2 separate regions of the Sus scrofa genome follow, and region 1 is linked to region 2. Evidence: chromatin contacts called from public Hi-C data. All regions are on one chromosome and are shown on one strand. The core of a region is the stretch at or near the end of the contact, and the rest is flanking DNA. Distances in the headings are between cores, read along the strand shown.

Region 1 (6,943 bases), core at 137-2,636, 54 kb before region 2:
AAGAATCTCGCCTGTGTCTGCATTTCAGCACTTTTCTTTGCGATTTTTAGGGGTCTTTGTTCGGGTCTCAAAGTGCGTACCTCTTTCCCAATGAGGATTCAGGTGCAAGGTACTTAAGACGGGGATAGTTTTCTTTTTTCTTTTTTCTTTTCCTTTTGCTCTTTAGGTCCCCACCTTCAGCATATGTAAGTTCCCAGGCTAGGGGTTGAATGGGAGCTGCTGGCCTACCCCACAGCCATAACAACTCAGGGTCCGAGCTGCGTCTGCGACCTGCACCACAGCTCACGGCAACGCCGGATCCTCAATCCACTGAGCAAGGCCTGGAATCGAACACGCAAGCTAAGGTTCATTTCTTGCTTTATGGTGCTACGTACTAGCCCGCCACATCAACTAGAACGCCTCATCTGGACTACAAATCCCAGCATTGCTTGCGAGGATATAGAGCCCGGCCTACACTTCCCAGCGTGCTCCACGCCTCAGGGTGATTGCAATGGCAGAGAGGGCCAGTTTAAGGCTCTGCGGGCATTTTCATTTGTGGATCCTACCTCGCAGGTTCCCTTCCCGATGTGATCCAGGGGTTACTCGGGGACTCTGGACTTATCTTGCCCTCGAATCTTATTTCTTGGGGTGTTTGGGGGCTCTGCCTAGGACTACATTTCCCAGCGCGACCAGCGGCCCATTGTCATGACCTTTGTACCGCATACATAATTTCCCAGCATGCCCTGGGCGGTCACCCAGGAAGGCTTGCAATTTTCTTGATGATCCAAGGGTTGCGGACTCAATTTCCCATAGTATCCTGGTGTTTCCCACGACCTAGAGAATCCGTTCTCTCATTCATTCATTCATTCAAAAAACTATTTCCGATCGCGTTCTACTAGGTACTGGGAACAAGGAAAGCACACAACACAAAAATCCCGGTCTTCCTGGGGCTTATTTCTTGTTGAAGGGCGCGACAAACCCAAAGTAAATAAAGTACATGACATGAAAAAGGGGAAAACGGAAAACTTCTGTACTTTTCGGGTTGTCGAGTCCATTTCCTAGTAGGTCCCCGGGGGCCAGCCCTTCGTCACCTGGATGCTGCGAACGGCATTTCCTGCATGCCCTGGGGCCGACCTCCCGCCTGTAGACTCCACTTCCCAGCACGCCAATCAGATTTCCTTTTGACACCGCGGAGCTGCGAATTTCCCAGTGTGCCTCGGGGCGGGACTATTGCAGAGATCCATTTCCGTTTATGGACTCCACTTCCCAGAGTTCCCCGCGGTCCGCCCTCAGGCGGTTGCCGGTTGCCTCTCCAGCCTGTGGACTCCATTTCCCAGCGGGCCCCGAGTCGGCGTGGTGACGTCACGTGCCGGGCGGGGACCGGTAGATCCTCTGGCGGCGCGGGGCGGGACGCAATTCCCGGCGGCCCGGAGGAGGGCGGGCGTCGGCGACGCCTCGGAGCTGGTCGCTCGCTCGCTCGCTCGCTCGCTTCTTACCTGGCGGGCGAGCGGGCGGCGCGATGTCGGGCGAGGATGGCCCAGGGGCGGGCCCGGGGGCGGCGGCGGCGGCAGCCCGTGAGCGGCGGCGGGAGCAGTTGCGGCAGTGGGGGGCGCGGGCAGGCGCCGAGCCGGGCCCCGGGGAACGGCGCGCCCGTACCGTGCGCTTCGAGCGCGCCGCCGAGTTTCTGGCGGCCTGCGCGGGTGGCGACCTGGACGAGGCGCGCTTGATGCTGCGCGCGGCCGACCCCGACCCTGACGCCGAGCTGGACCCCTCCGCCCCGCCGCCAGCCCGCGCCGTGCTCGACTCCACCAACGCCGACGGCATCAGCGCCCTGCACCAGGTCAGCGCCCCCGCCCGGGCTCCGATCCGCCCTGGGTCTGCGCTGCCTCGAGCACCCTCCCTCCCAGTCCAGAGTCACCCTTGCCAGTCGTGGTCTGCACCGTCGATGCTGCCCCGGTCCTTTATCATCCCGTGCTGAGTCCTTTTCCCATCCCACCCACCTGGAGCTCCCCTCTTCCAGTCCTGAGCCACTTGAACTGGCCTGGTTTTTGCCATCCTGCGCTGCCCTCTCTCCGGACTCGAGCCACTGCTGAGGGCCTCAGGCCAGTCCATCCTCGTCTTGTCTCTTTCGCCCTGCTCTTTCCCCACCTTGAGCGCTCTTAACCAGCCTGGCCCGTGCCACCTCTACTCTGCCATCGAATGCTGCCCCACTTTCTCGAGTCCGCCACTTCTCCCAGCTTCACCGGTACCCACTGTTTCCCCTAGTCCAGGCAGGTACCACTTTCCCTGAGCGTCCTCCTCCTCTCTTCTGGGCCTGTGCTGCTTCTTTTCCCGCTCTCTGGCCTGGGCCGTTTCTTCGGCCAGCCCCCGAGCCTTCCATGCCCTTTCCTTCAGGTTTCTGCTCTTCATCCTTGGTCTCTGCCATCTGTTGCCATGTAAGGGTGCTCTTTCCTGAGCCATCGCCCTCAAGGCGCTCTGCTCCTCAAGTGGATGCTTCCCTCGCCTGGCTCACCTCCTGCTCTCTCTCCTGCCCCCTTCACCTGCGTGCCCTCCTCATTCTCCCTCTGTGCCACCTCTGGCCTTGCACTGTAGGCTCTCTCTTGGGGATGTTTCTCTTTCTCCACACACTTCTCTTTCACTCTGTCCTCTTGCTTTGTGTGGGCCTGCAGCGTTACCCTTTTTTCTGGGCACACTCAGAGCACCCTCCTCTTTCTGGTTCTGGGCCACCTGTCTGTCCTCGGGTCATCTTGCTCTCTCTGCCTGGATGCCCTCCTGTGGCTTTGGGCAGCTTCTCCCTCCTTCAGAGTGCACCGCCAGTTCTCCTAGGCCCGGTCACTTCCCCTTCCCAGGGGACCTAGAGCCCTGCTAGGTCCTCTCTCTCCACAACCTGGGCCCCCAAACCTTTCCAAAACACCTTGCTTTCTGCCTCCATTGGTCTTGTGTTCCAGAGCCAGAGTCACTATATGTCCCAGAACCAGGATTCCCTCTGGTTCTGAGGGCTTTTATCGCATCCCCTGCCTGGCTGCAGTGGGTCTTTGGGGACAGGCCACAGAAGAGCCTCTACTCCTCCCTCTGTCCCCGAGGCTGTCTCCCTCCCAGTCTTCCCAGCTCAGGCCAGTCCCCAGGCCTCTCTTCCCTGCCAGAGCCCGTCAGGTTCGGTTACTTTGGGGCCCAGAGAGGACCCTGTGAAGGAAGCGTGGGTAGGGGCACGGGAATGGGGAGGATGCCTGAAGAGGCCCCCTTAGCCAGAAGAGGAGCAGAAGAGGAGCAGGTACCCAGAAGAGGAGCAGTTCAGGGAAATAGAAGAGTCCCGAGCTCTTTTTTTTTTTTTTTTTTATTTCTTTTCTTTTCTTTTCTTTTTATGGCAGCATCCGTGGTATATGGAGGTTCCCAGCCTAGGGGTCAGATCATACCTGCAACTGCCAGCCTACACCACAGCCACAGCACTCAGGATCCGAGCTGCATCTGCGGCTTACGCCACAGGTCACAGCAACGCTGGATCCTTAACCCACTGAATGAGGCCAGGGATTGAACCTGCAACCTCATGCACACTATGCTGGGGTCTTAATCGGCTGAGCCACAACAGGAACTCTCTAGTCCTTAGTTCTTTTTTTCAGTTTTTTGTCTTTTTAGGGCCACACCTGCGGCATATGGAGGTTCCCAGGCTAGGGGTCTAATCAGAGCTGTTGCTGTCGGCCTACACCACAGCCACAGCAATGCCAGATCTGAGCTGAGTCTGCGACTTACACCACAACTCATGGCAATGCCGGGTCCTTAACCTACTGAGTGAGGCTGGGGATCAAACCCGCAACCTTGGGAACCCCTAGTCCTTTGTTCTGATCTCAGCTCCTCAGCTCTTTTGTGGCCTTGAAATAGTGCCTTTTCTCTCTGTGCCTCAGGTTTCTTAGCTGTTAGCAGGGCCAGTAGCCAGGCTCTCCCTGGTGGGGCTCTGGCACATCCTTCAGCAAGTGCCATAGGCATTCAGTTGGGGAGTTGCAGCCCCTGGTCTAAGGGGCCCCCCCCATTCCCCCGCCCCCGGCCTGTCCCCTACAGAGGCCCTAGTGCTATCTGGGACATTTTTTTTCCATCTAAAGGAGCAGCCCACTTCCTGAGGAGCTGCACGGTCTCAGAGCTTGGCAAGCCCAGGAAAGGAGCCTCAGGCTTTGGTGTCCCCTTTCCTCCGCCACCACCCCTGCCCCTCGCTCCCCTGGACCTTCCCAGAGGGGTTCCTAGCCCTGCTTTTTGGGCCAGGCCCCAGTCCCCAACATCCCCCTTGGCCCAAACCCTGCAAAAGCACGCTCCAGGCTGGCCTGTCAGGGGAATCCCTCCCCTTCCCCTCCCCCTCCGTGAACTCACTTGCCAGGGCTTTGCAGGAGGGGTGTTGGGAGAGGGGAAGTCCCTGCCTGAGGTCACACAGTCAGCAGCAAGCAGGGGCTCTGGCTCAGCGGAGGGTGTCCGGGGACCAGCTCATGCTGGTTTTAGCTCTGAAAGCCCCAGGTCCCAGGAAAGCCCCCGCATCTGACCGGGATGTTTGCTCACGGTGTCTGGGACTGCGGTTTCTGTTCCCCGTCCTCCCCGGAGCAGGTCCCCAGGTGGCAGCCGCCTGCTCGAGTTGGGTCTCCAGGGGTTCTCAAGCCTCAGCTCCTACCTCGGGCCTGAGGAGGCCGAACCCCGCCCTGTGCCCCGGCCCTAGTGGGGGATCTGGACCCCCAGGTCTGAGGGGGGGAGGATCTGGGGACCCAGATTCGTGGTCTGAGGGAGGAGGGGCTGGTGCCTGGCTTCTTGGATCCCTGGTGCCCAGCCTCAGGCATCTTTCGCATGGATGCCGGTGCCCAGCCAGGTCCTTGAAAGGGAAAGGCCCATCTCCCTCCTTGCCCCCCTCCCCCATCACCATGACAACCGGGTAGAAATAAACTGAGCCCAGAGTTCATCCTGTTCCCAGGGCACGTGTGGCCCCCCTCTCGCAGCCTGAGTTTCCATGACTTCATGCTCTTGGCCCTCGGTGCTTCCTCCCCCTTCTCCAGATGGGCGGTGTGGAGAGCTCTTCGTTTACCCTGAGGACCCAGGAGTCCTGGGCCCCCTATCCCCCCAGACCCTGCTCGGGCCCCAGTGCTCACCTAGCGTTTGCTGCACCCTGGGCCTCCTCCTGCTCTGGCCCCCACTCGCTGTGCCAGCTTGGGCAAGGGCTTTGTCCTGGACTCCGCCAGGGGCAGGATCAGGGAGGGTGGCCCGTGGAAACCCATCGCGCAGTGACCTGTGCAGAGCATGCTCTCCGCACATAGGCCTGCGTCACCTCAGCCCCAGGCCCTGGGCACAGGCTGACCTGCCCCCTCTCCCAGTGTGAGGGTCCTGCCAGCACCCTCACTCTGGCCCTGGTGCTAGGGGCTTGGTCGCCTTACCAGCCCTGCACAGCCCTGGGCCCCAGGGTCCAGCTGTCTCCCCTCCAAGTACAAGGCAGCGCCATGGTCGGTTCTGTAGAGGGTCTGAGCAGGGGCTGGGGGCTGGACCCCAGGTCTGAGGGGGGAGGGGCTGGGCCTCTTCCCTCTGGTCCATCACTGGAGGCCGCATCCTCTGGTGGTGACTGCGTGCCTCTGGTTGGTCAGCACCGTCCAGGATTCCTGCACCTGGATGTGCAGCCCCCCCCATCCGCTTCCTGCTGCAGGGTTGCTGGGAGCCTTGTCTCACGTTCTCAGTGAGCTGCAGCTGCTGGGCTGACCCCAGAGGATGGAAGCTGGGGGAGGGTCTTCAACAGCCGGGTGGCTGGAGGGGACTTCGGGGGGGGGGGCAGGGTGTGTGCTTCGGGGCTTTCTCCTTAAGTGGCGTGGCTGGGCGTGCGGGGCCTGGACCAGTGAGGCCGACAGCACTGTCCCGCCCCCAGGCCTGCATCGACGAGAACCTGGAGGTGGTGCGCTTCCTGGTGGAGCAGGGCGCCACGGTGAACCAGGCGGACAACGAGGGCTGGACGCCCCTGCACGTGGCCGCCTCCTGTGGTTACCTGGACATCGCCAGGTGAGGCGGGGAGGGTGAGACCGGACGGGGCCCGGCCTGGACCCCTCCGCCCTGACCTTGCCCCGCCCCCAGGTACCTCCTGAGCCACGGGGCCAACATCGCCTCGGTCAACAGTGATGGGGACCTGCCCCTGGACCTGGCCGAGTCCGACGCCATGGAAGGGCTGCTGAAGGCCGAGATCACCCGCCGAGGTGGGCCTGGGGGATGGGGGAGCGGCGGTGGGTTTCAGTGTCCCCACCCCCAGGTTGCTTGGAACAGGTAGCATTTAAGCAGTAACCAGATGAAAGGCGCGTGCCACCGCTGGGCCCAGAACAGGAGCTCCGACGGCAACGTGGATCTGAAGTGTCGCCTGGTCCTCTGAGTGGGGAGGTGGCGGTGGGGCTTGTCCAGGGGTCTGTTAGGTAAGATGCCAGGTCTCAGGAGCTTCACTGGGTGGAGGCAGAGGAAAGCAGAGGCTGCTGAGGGACTGGCCTCCCCTGTGTTCAGGCTCACTGAGCCCCAAGGGTCCTTAATGTGGGGCCGAGGACCCCCCCATCCCCGAACTCGGAATCTGGTCAGGTTCCCTTTCTAGGGGAGCGCGTTACTTCTAGCAGGTTCTCAGAGGGGCTGTGACCACCTCCCCCCCCTCAGAGGAGCCAACTTGGCTGGTGGGTGTGCTGGGTGCCTGGGGGAGGCCGTGGCCCAACGGCACTGGAGACAGAGGACTTGGAGGGGGGACGGGGGGGGCAGTGAACCGCCTCACAGCTCCACCTGGGCTCCCGTGGGAGCTCCTGGAGTCCGGCTTCCTGGGTTCGGGTCCCGGCTGTGGCAGCGACTGGCTCATTCGTAGAGCACAGGGCGGTGGCCAGGGTTCAGTGGATGAGCAGGTGTGAGCTCAGGGCCCGGGGTGGGGGTCTGGAGGGCCCCGTGGAGGGGCAGCGAGGCTGATGAAGAAGATACCGTCGCATCCGAGGCG
Region 2 (6,637 bases), core at 1,519-4,018:
GCAGGACAAGCCTTTCCTTGCTGGTCAGACGTCTGGAGCCCCCAGAACCTCACGTAGCCCCAAGGAGAGGAGATGATAAACTGCCCACCTCCAAGACTCCTGACCTCGGATTTCTCCATCCTGACCCAGGTCCTGTTGTGCTGATCTCTGACCCTTTCATCTCCAGCCCCCAACACTGCTGCCACCTCCCACCCACACTCACCAGCTTTAACTGAATAGAGCATGTCTTGTCTTGTTTTAACAAGAAAAAAGAGGAGCTCCTGTCGTGGTGCAGCGGTTACAAACCCAACTAGTATCCATGAGGTCGCAGGTTCGATCCCTGGCCTCACTCAGTGGGTTAAGGATCTGGCGTTGCCATGAGCTGTGGTGTAGGTCACAGACCCAGCTCGGATCCTGCATTGCTGTGGCTCTGGCGTAGGCCGGCAGCAACAGATCCGATTGGACCCCTAGCCTGGGAATGGCCAGTGTGGCTCTAAAAAGACAGAAAAAAAGAAAAGAAAAAAGAAAACCTCATGGGACATTGGAGACAATTTATTAGTCAGATATCTGTCATTTCATAAGTATTCTCAGGTATGTGTCTTGATCGTTGACAAACCCGATCCAATCAAATCAGCTTATCTGTGGTCAAATAATTTTCAAAACAAAATCACTAAAGTCTTTTCAGCGTTGTTTTCTTTTTCATCAGCTTTCTTGAAGTACAATTTACATGCAATAAAATTCACTTTTTTTTCCTTTTTATGGCTGCACCTGCAGCAGATGGAGGTTCCTGGGCTAGGGTTCAAATGGGAGTTACACCTGAGGGCTATATCACAGCCACAACACCGGATCTGAGCCCCATGCTGCAGCTTGTGGCATTGCTGGATGCTTAACCCACTAAGCAAGGCCAGGGATCAAACCCACATCCTCAAGGACACGATATCAGCTTCTTAGCCCACTGAGCCACAGTGGGAACTCCCTAAGATTCATGCTTTATTTAAAAAAAATTTTTTTTATTTGGCCACTTCTGCCACTTGTGGAAATTCCTGGGCCAGGCATGGAACCCACACTACAGCAGCAACCTGAGTCATAGCAATGACAACACCAGATCCTTAACCCACTGAACCACCAGGGAACTCCAAAATTCAGTATTTTTAGGTGAATATGCTGATGAGATTTGACAAGTGTATGCAGTCGTATATACAGACCCCAGTGTGATTAAGGCAGAGACTATTGCCAAATCCCCCCATGAAGTTCCCTTTGCAGTAATCACTCCCCCACCTGCCTCCCCCGGCCCCTCTGCCCTTGGTAACCACTGGTCTTCATGCTCTAATATGGTTTTGCCTTTCCTAGACTGTCATGTAACTGGAATCATACATACTGTGCAAGTACCAGTGGTTCATTCCTTTTTCTTTCTTCCTCCCTCCTTCCCTCCCTAGAGCCTCAGCTGCAGCTTATGCAAGTCTCTTCCAGGCTAGGGGTTGAATCTGAGCTGTAGCTGCCGGCCCATGCCACAGCAAAGCCAGATCTGGGCCGCACCTTCGACCTACGCCTCAGCTTGCAGCAACGCTGGATCCTTCACCCACGGATTGAGGCCAGGGATCAAACCCGCATCCTCATGGAGACTAGGCGGGCTCTTAACCGGCCGAGCCACGGCAGGAACTCCATTCATTCCTTTCTATTAAGTAAGAGTCCATTGCATGGATTTACTATCAGTTACTTACTCCATCAGCTGTTGATGGCTCTTGAGTTGCTTCCAGCTTCTGGGTATTATGAGTGGGATGGTTGAATGGCCTCTCCCCTCTCTCCCCACATAGTTATATGTTGAAATCCTCATCTGCAATAGACCCCGGAATGTGACCTTATTTGGAAATAGGGTCGTTGCAGATGTAATTTGTTAAGATGAGGTCATTTTGAATCAGGGTGGCCCCCTCCTCAGACCCAGGAGTCTGGTCAAGCCTCTCCTCCCTCAGCCCTAGGGAGTCCAGAACCCCAGCTCCCTCCTCTTTCAGACCCAGAGCACGCTCTCCCATGGCCTCCTCCCCCAGGACCCCAAGAGTTTAGGTACCCCCTTCAGATTAGTAGGTCTTGGATTCCGAGCATTGAAATGATCAAATTCTCCCATAAAGGCTACAAGGAATACATATGTACATTTATTGAGGTGTATAGTTGGTATACAATATTATATTAGCTTCAGGTGTACAAAATAGTGATTCAACCTTTTTTTTTTTTTTTTTTTTTAAGGTCGCACCTGCAGCATATAGAAGTTCCTGGGCTAGGGGTGGAATCGGAGCTGCAGCTGCCAGCCTACACCACAGCCACACCAACACGCTTGTCCCAGCGGCATCTGACCTGCACTCAGCTTGGAGCAATGCCAGATTCCCTAACCCACTGAGCGAGGCCAGGGATCGAACCCGCATCCTCACAGACACTATGTTGGGTTCTTAACCTGCTGAGCCACAACAGGCACTCTGAAATGTTTTATAGATTATATTCCATTTAAAGTTGTTATAAAATTCTGGCTATAGTTCCTGAGCTGTATAATATATTCTCGTAGCTTGTTTATTTCATACATAGTAGTTTGTAAGGAATACATATTTTTATCCTTTTTTAAAAATTTTTATTTTTTAGGGCCACACCTGTGGCATGTGGAGGTTCCCAGGTTAGGGGTTGAATCAGAGCTGTAGCTGTTGGCCTATGCCACAGGCACAGCAATGCAGGATCCGAGCCGGGTCTGCGACCTACACCACAGCTCACGGCAACGGCGGGTCCTTAACCCACTGAGCGAGGCCAGGGATCGAACCTGCGACCTCCTGGATGCTAGTCAGATTCCTTAACCGCTGAGCCACGACGGGAACTCCAGGAATATATATTTTTAGATGAGGAAACAGGCTGATATATTGGAAAGACATAAGGAGGATTGCATCCGGATGCGGCAGCTGTATGATTGGGATCCGGGGGGTCCCTCCAGAACTGCGCCGCGCATTGCAGCAGGAAGAGCATAACTTTGGGGGACCCGCGCGTGGGCCCCGCCCCTCAACCCCTTTCCAGAGACATTGGCCACGCCCCCTGATCCGGCCCCGCCCCGGGCTCCCGAAACGACCATTCCCAGCTGTAGCTGCGCTCGCAGCCCGTCCCCATTGGTCGCTCCCCTGGAAGCCCCGCCCCCTGCCCCTTTCCGGAAGCTGCGTGTTGCAGCCGCGCCCGCCCTGCCCCACGTGTATCCCAGGCGGCGAGCCCCTAGCACCTGCTGCGGTTGAGGGTCTGCGGGCTGCTGCGGTTGGACCCCGGCTCCACCCGGCATGAACCGCTACATTCTGCCGCTGTCCGTGCTGGGCACGGCGGTGGGTGGCGCCGTGCTGCTCAAGTGAGTAGGTGCGGGCCCCGCGGGCGCGGGAACGGTGAGCAGGTGGGCGAGCTCAAGGCTGGGTGGAGCTCGCCAACCTCTCCCCGACCCTGGAGTCCTTCAGCTCACCTGTCCCGCGGTGGGCCGGGGGAATGCAGGACACCCTGGGCTCCGAGAGGGCAGGTCACGTCCCAAGGTCACCCAGAGAAAGGGGTGGGTCTCGGCCTTGGTAAACATTTTGGTCTGGTTGCTTCCGGGCTTTTAATGGATTAATTAATTCATTCAGCAAATACTTATTGAACACTTCCTAGAAGTCACGTCCTGGCCCAGATAAAAGGAAAGTGTATTCCACCTAAGCTCTGAATATCCGGAATTCGAGAAACAAATTAGTTTTACACTCAGTAAATGAAAAGATTGTATTGTATGAGTTATACACATACTGTGGTGCTTTCTGGTCGTTTCTAGGCTAATTCGCTTAAAAAAAAAAAAAAAAGACAAAACAAGGAATTAACAAGTCCAAACTCTTGGGTATAAAATAAACGACAAAGATACTTTGTACAACATGGGGGATATAGCACATATTTTTAAGTGTAAATGGCATATAAGCTTTTTGTTGTTGTTGTTGTTGCTATTGCTATTTCTTGGGCCGCTCCCGCGGCATATGGAGGTTCCCAGGCTAGGGGTTGAATCGGAGCTGTAGCCACCGGCCTACGCCAGAGCCACAGCAACGCAGGATCCGAGCCGCATCTGCAACCTACACCACAGCTCACGGCAACACCGGATCGTTAACCCACTGAGCAAGGGCAGGGACCGAACCCGCAACCTCATGGTTCCTAGTCGGATTCGTTAACCACTGCGCCACGACGGGAACTCCGCATATAACCTTTAAGAATTGTAAATCACTGGAGTTCCTGTCATGGCTCAGTGGTGAAGGAATCTCATTAGTATCCCCGAGGATGCCGATCGATCCCTGGCCTCGCTCAGTGGGTTAAGGATCCCGTGTTGCTGTGAGCTGTGGTGTAGGTGGTCAGCTGCAACTCTGATGGGACCCTAGCCTGGGAACCTCCATGTGCCGCCAGTGTGGCCCTAAAAAGACCAAAAAAAAAAAAAAAAAAAAAAAAAAAGTTAAAAAAAACTGTGCTTGTATCTTGTATCATTTTGTATATCAACTTCAATTTAAAAAACCTCGAAACCTCCAAAAAACAGCTGCCAAATATTCTATGGCAGCACGGTTGGGTAGAAGTTTCTGTGATGCTGAAAATTTTACATTTGTCCTGTTTATTATGACTTGAGCACTTCAAGTATGACTGTGTCGTGCTTGCAGTAACGGTGGAGTATCATATTGTACACTTAAAAATTTGTTAAGCGGGTAGAGCTCATGGTAAGTGCTCGGGATTAGCAACATGTAATTTACTGCAGTGACACGCGAGATCGGCTGGGAGGCCAGAAAATAATGGCAATATTGAAATACCTTTTTTTTTTTTCCCCTTAAGGGAAGGAAGGATGGACTGTAAATCTCTTTGCATAATGACTTTGGGTTTGTTTATCTGCTTGATGATGAGGCTTCATTTTGAACTTGTTCCTCCTGCTCTGAGAAAGTCTTTATTTTTGGTTTTGTTGGCTGGTATCTTGTTATTTATAAGCATGAAACTCCTGCTTTGTAAACATATATACATATTTTATAATGATTTTTATTTTTTCCATTATAGCTGATTTACAGTGTTCTGCACACTTTCTGCGGCACAGCAAGGTGACCCAGTCACACATACATGGATCCATTCTTTTTGCTCATGTTATCCTCCTCCATCACACGTGACCACACATAGTTCCCAGGGCTATACAGCAGCTGCTTTGTAAATATTAACTACCTTTTTTTGAAAGCTCTAGAAACATGAAAATAGTTTTTTCCCTGTAATAAAATTCATGGGCTGCTGTTTTTATTTTATTTTTTATTTTTTTTTTAAATTAAAAAATAATTTGGAGTTCCTGTTGTAGAAACGAATCCGACTAGTATCCAGGAGGGTGCAGGTTCGATCCCTGGCCTCCCTCAGTGGGTCGGGGATCTGGCATTACTGTGAGCTGCGGTGTGTAGGTCCCTCAGATCTCACATTGCTGTGGCTGTGGCTTAGCGGGGCAGCTCCAGCTCGGATTAGACTCCTAGCCTGGGACCTTCCATATGCTGTGGGTGCGGCCCTTAAAAAAACCACCAAAAACCTGGGACTGTAATTAAAAAAAAAAAATTTTATGGCCACACCTGTGACATCTGGAAGTTCTCCAGTTAGGGGTGGAATCAGAGCAACAGCTGAGGCCCCACAACAGCCATGGCAATACCGGATCCAAGCTGCATCTGTGACCTATCCCACAGCAATGAGGGATCCTTAACCCACCAGGGGAGGCCAGAGACAGAACCCACTATGTCCCAGTGAGAACTCCAGATAGAATGCGTCTCCCACCCCTCCAGGCTGCACCTGCACCGGTGCTGTATAGAAGTTTCCAGGCCGGGGATCGAATCTAACTGTGACCTGTACCACAGCTGCAGCAATCCTTTGCAATCCAACAAATCCACTGGATTCTTAACCCACTGAGCTGGGCCAGGGCTCCATAGAGATGAACTGGATCATTAACCCCCTGTGCCACAGTGGGAACTGTTTTTATTTTCATTCATACTGTGGTCTTTCAGTTCTGAACAAGGTAAAAAGCAAGTGCCAGCATGGGAAGAATGAGAGAAAATCGAGGAGTTCCGATTGTGGCTCAGGGGAAACGAATCTGATGGGCATCCATGAGGACACAGGTTCGATCCCTGGCCTCGCTCAGTGGGTGAAGGATGTGGCATTGCCGTGAGCTGTGGTGTAGGTCACAGATGCAGCTCGGATCTGGCGTTTCTGTGGCCGTGGTTCAGCTCTGATTCGACCCCTAGCCTGGGAATCTCCATATGCCGTGAGTGTGGCCTTAAAAAGACCAAAAAAAAAGAAAAAGAAAGAAAGAAGGAAAATTGAATGTCTTAGAGTGGAAAAGTATGGCTGTTAATTTTTATTTTATTATTTTTATTTTTGTCTTTTTGTGTCTTTAGGGCTGCACCTGCAGCATATGGAGGTTCCCAGGCTAGGGGTCCAAGTGGAGCTGCAGCTGCCAGCCTACACCACAGCCACAGCCACGCCAGATCTGAGCCGCATCTGTGACCTACACCACAACTCATGGCAATTCCGGGTCCTTAACCCACTGATCAAGGCCTCATCCTCACGGGTCCTAGTCGGATTCTTTTCCGCTGCGCAACAACAGTAACTCCTTATTTTTATTTTTTAACTCAGTGAATTT

What was found. A called contact is a pair of places that touch in the nucleus more often than the background predicts.
Region 1: a contact with region 2 is called in a Hi-C map of liver, with 3 times the contacts expected there. The contact joins the promoter of PPP1R12C here to the promoter of RDH13 in region 2. A contact is called at or near these places in 5 of 47 Hi-C or Micro-C datasets (heart right ventricle, liver and skeletal muscle) and 1 of 2 datasets of contacts at active chromatin or transcription factors (alveolar macrophages).

What each region holds. Positions count from the first base shown.
Region 1 is chr6:59,341,620-59,348,562 of Sscrofa11.1, reverse strand. It overlaps PPP1R12C (protein phosphatase 1 regulatory subunit 12C), which reads left to right and starts at 1,386. Exons shown (of 20, transcript XR_002344812.1): 1 at 1,386-1,819; 2 at 5,858-5,988; 3 at 6,061-6,179.
Region 2 is chr6:59,289,270-59,295,906 of Sscrofa11.1, reverse strand. RDH13 (retinol dehydrogenase 13) reads left to right here and starts at 2,768. Exons shown (of 7, transcript XM_021094989.1): 1 at 2,768-3,343. The coding sequence starts at 3,279.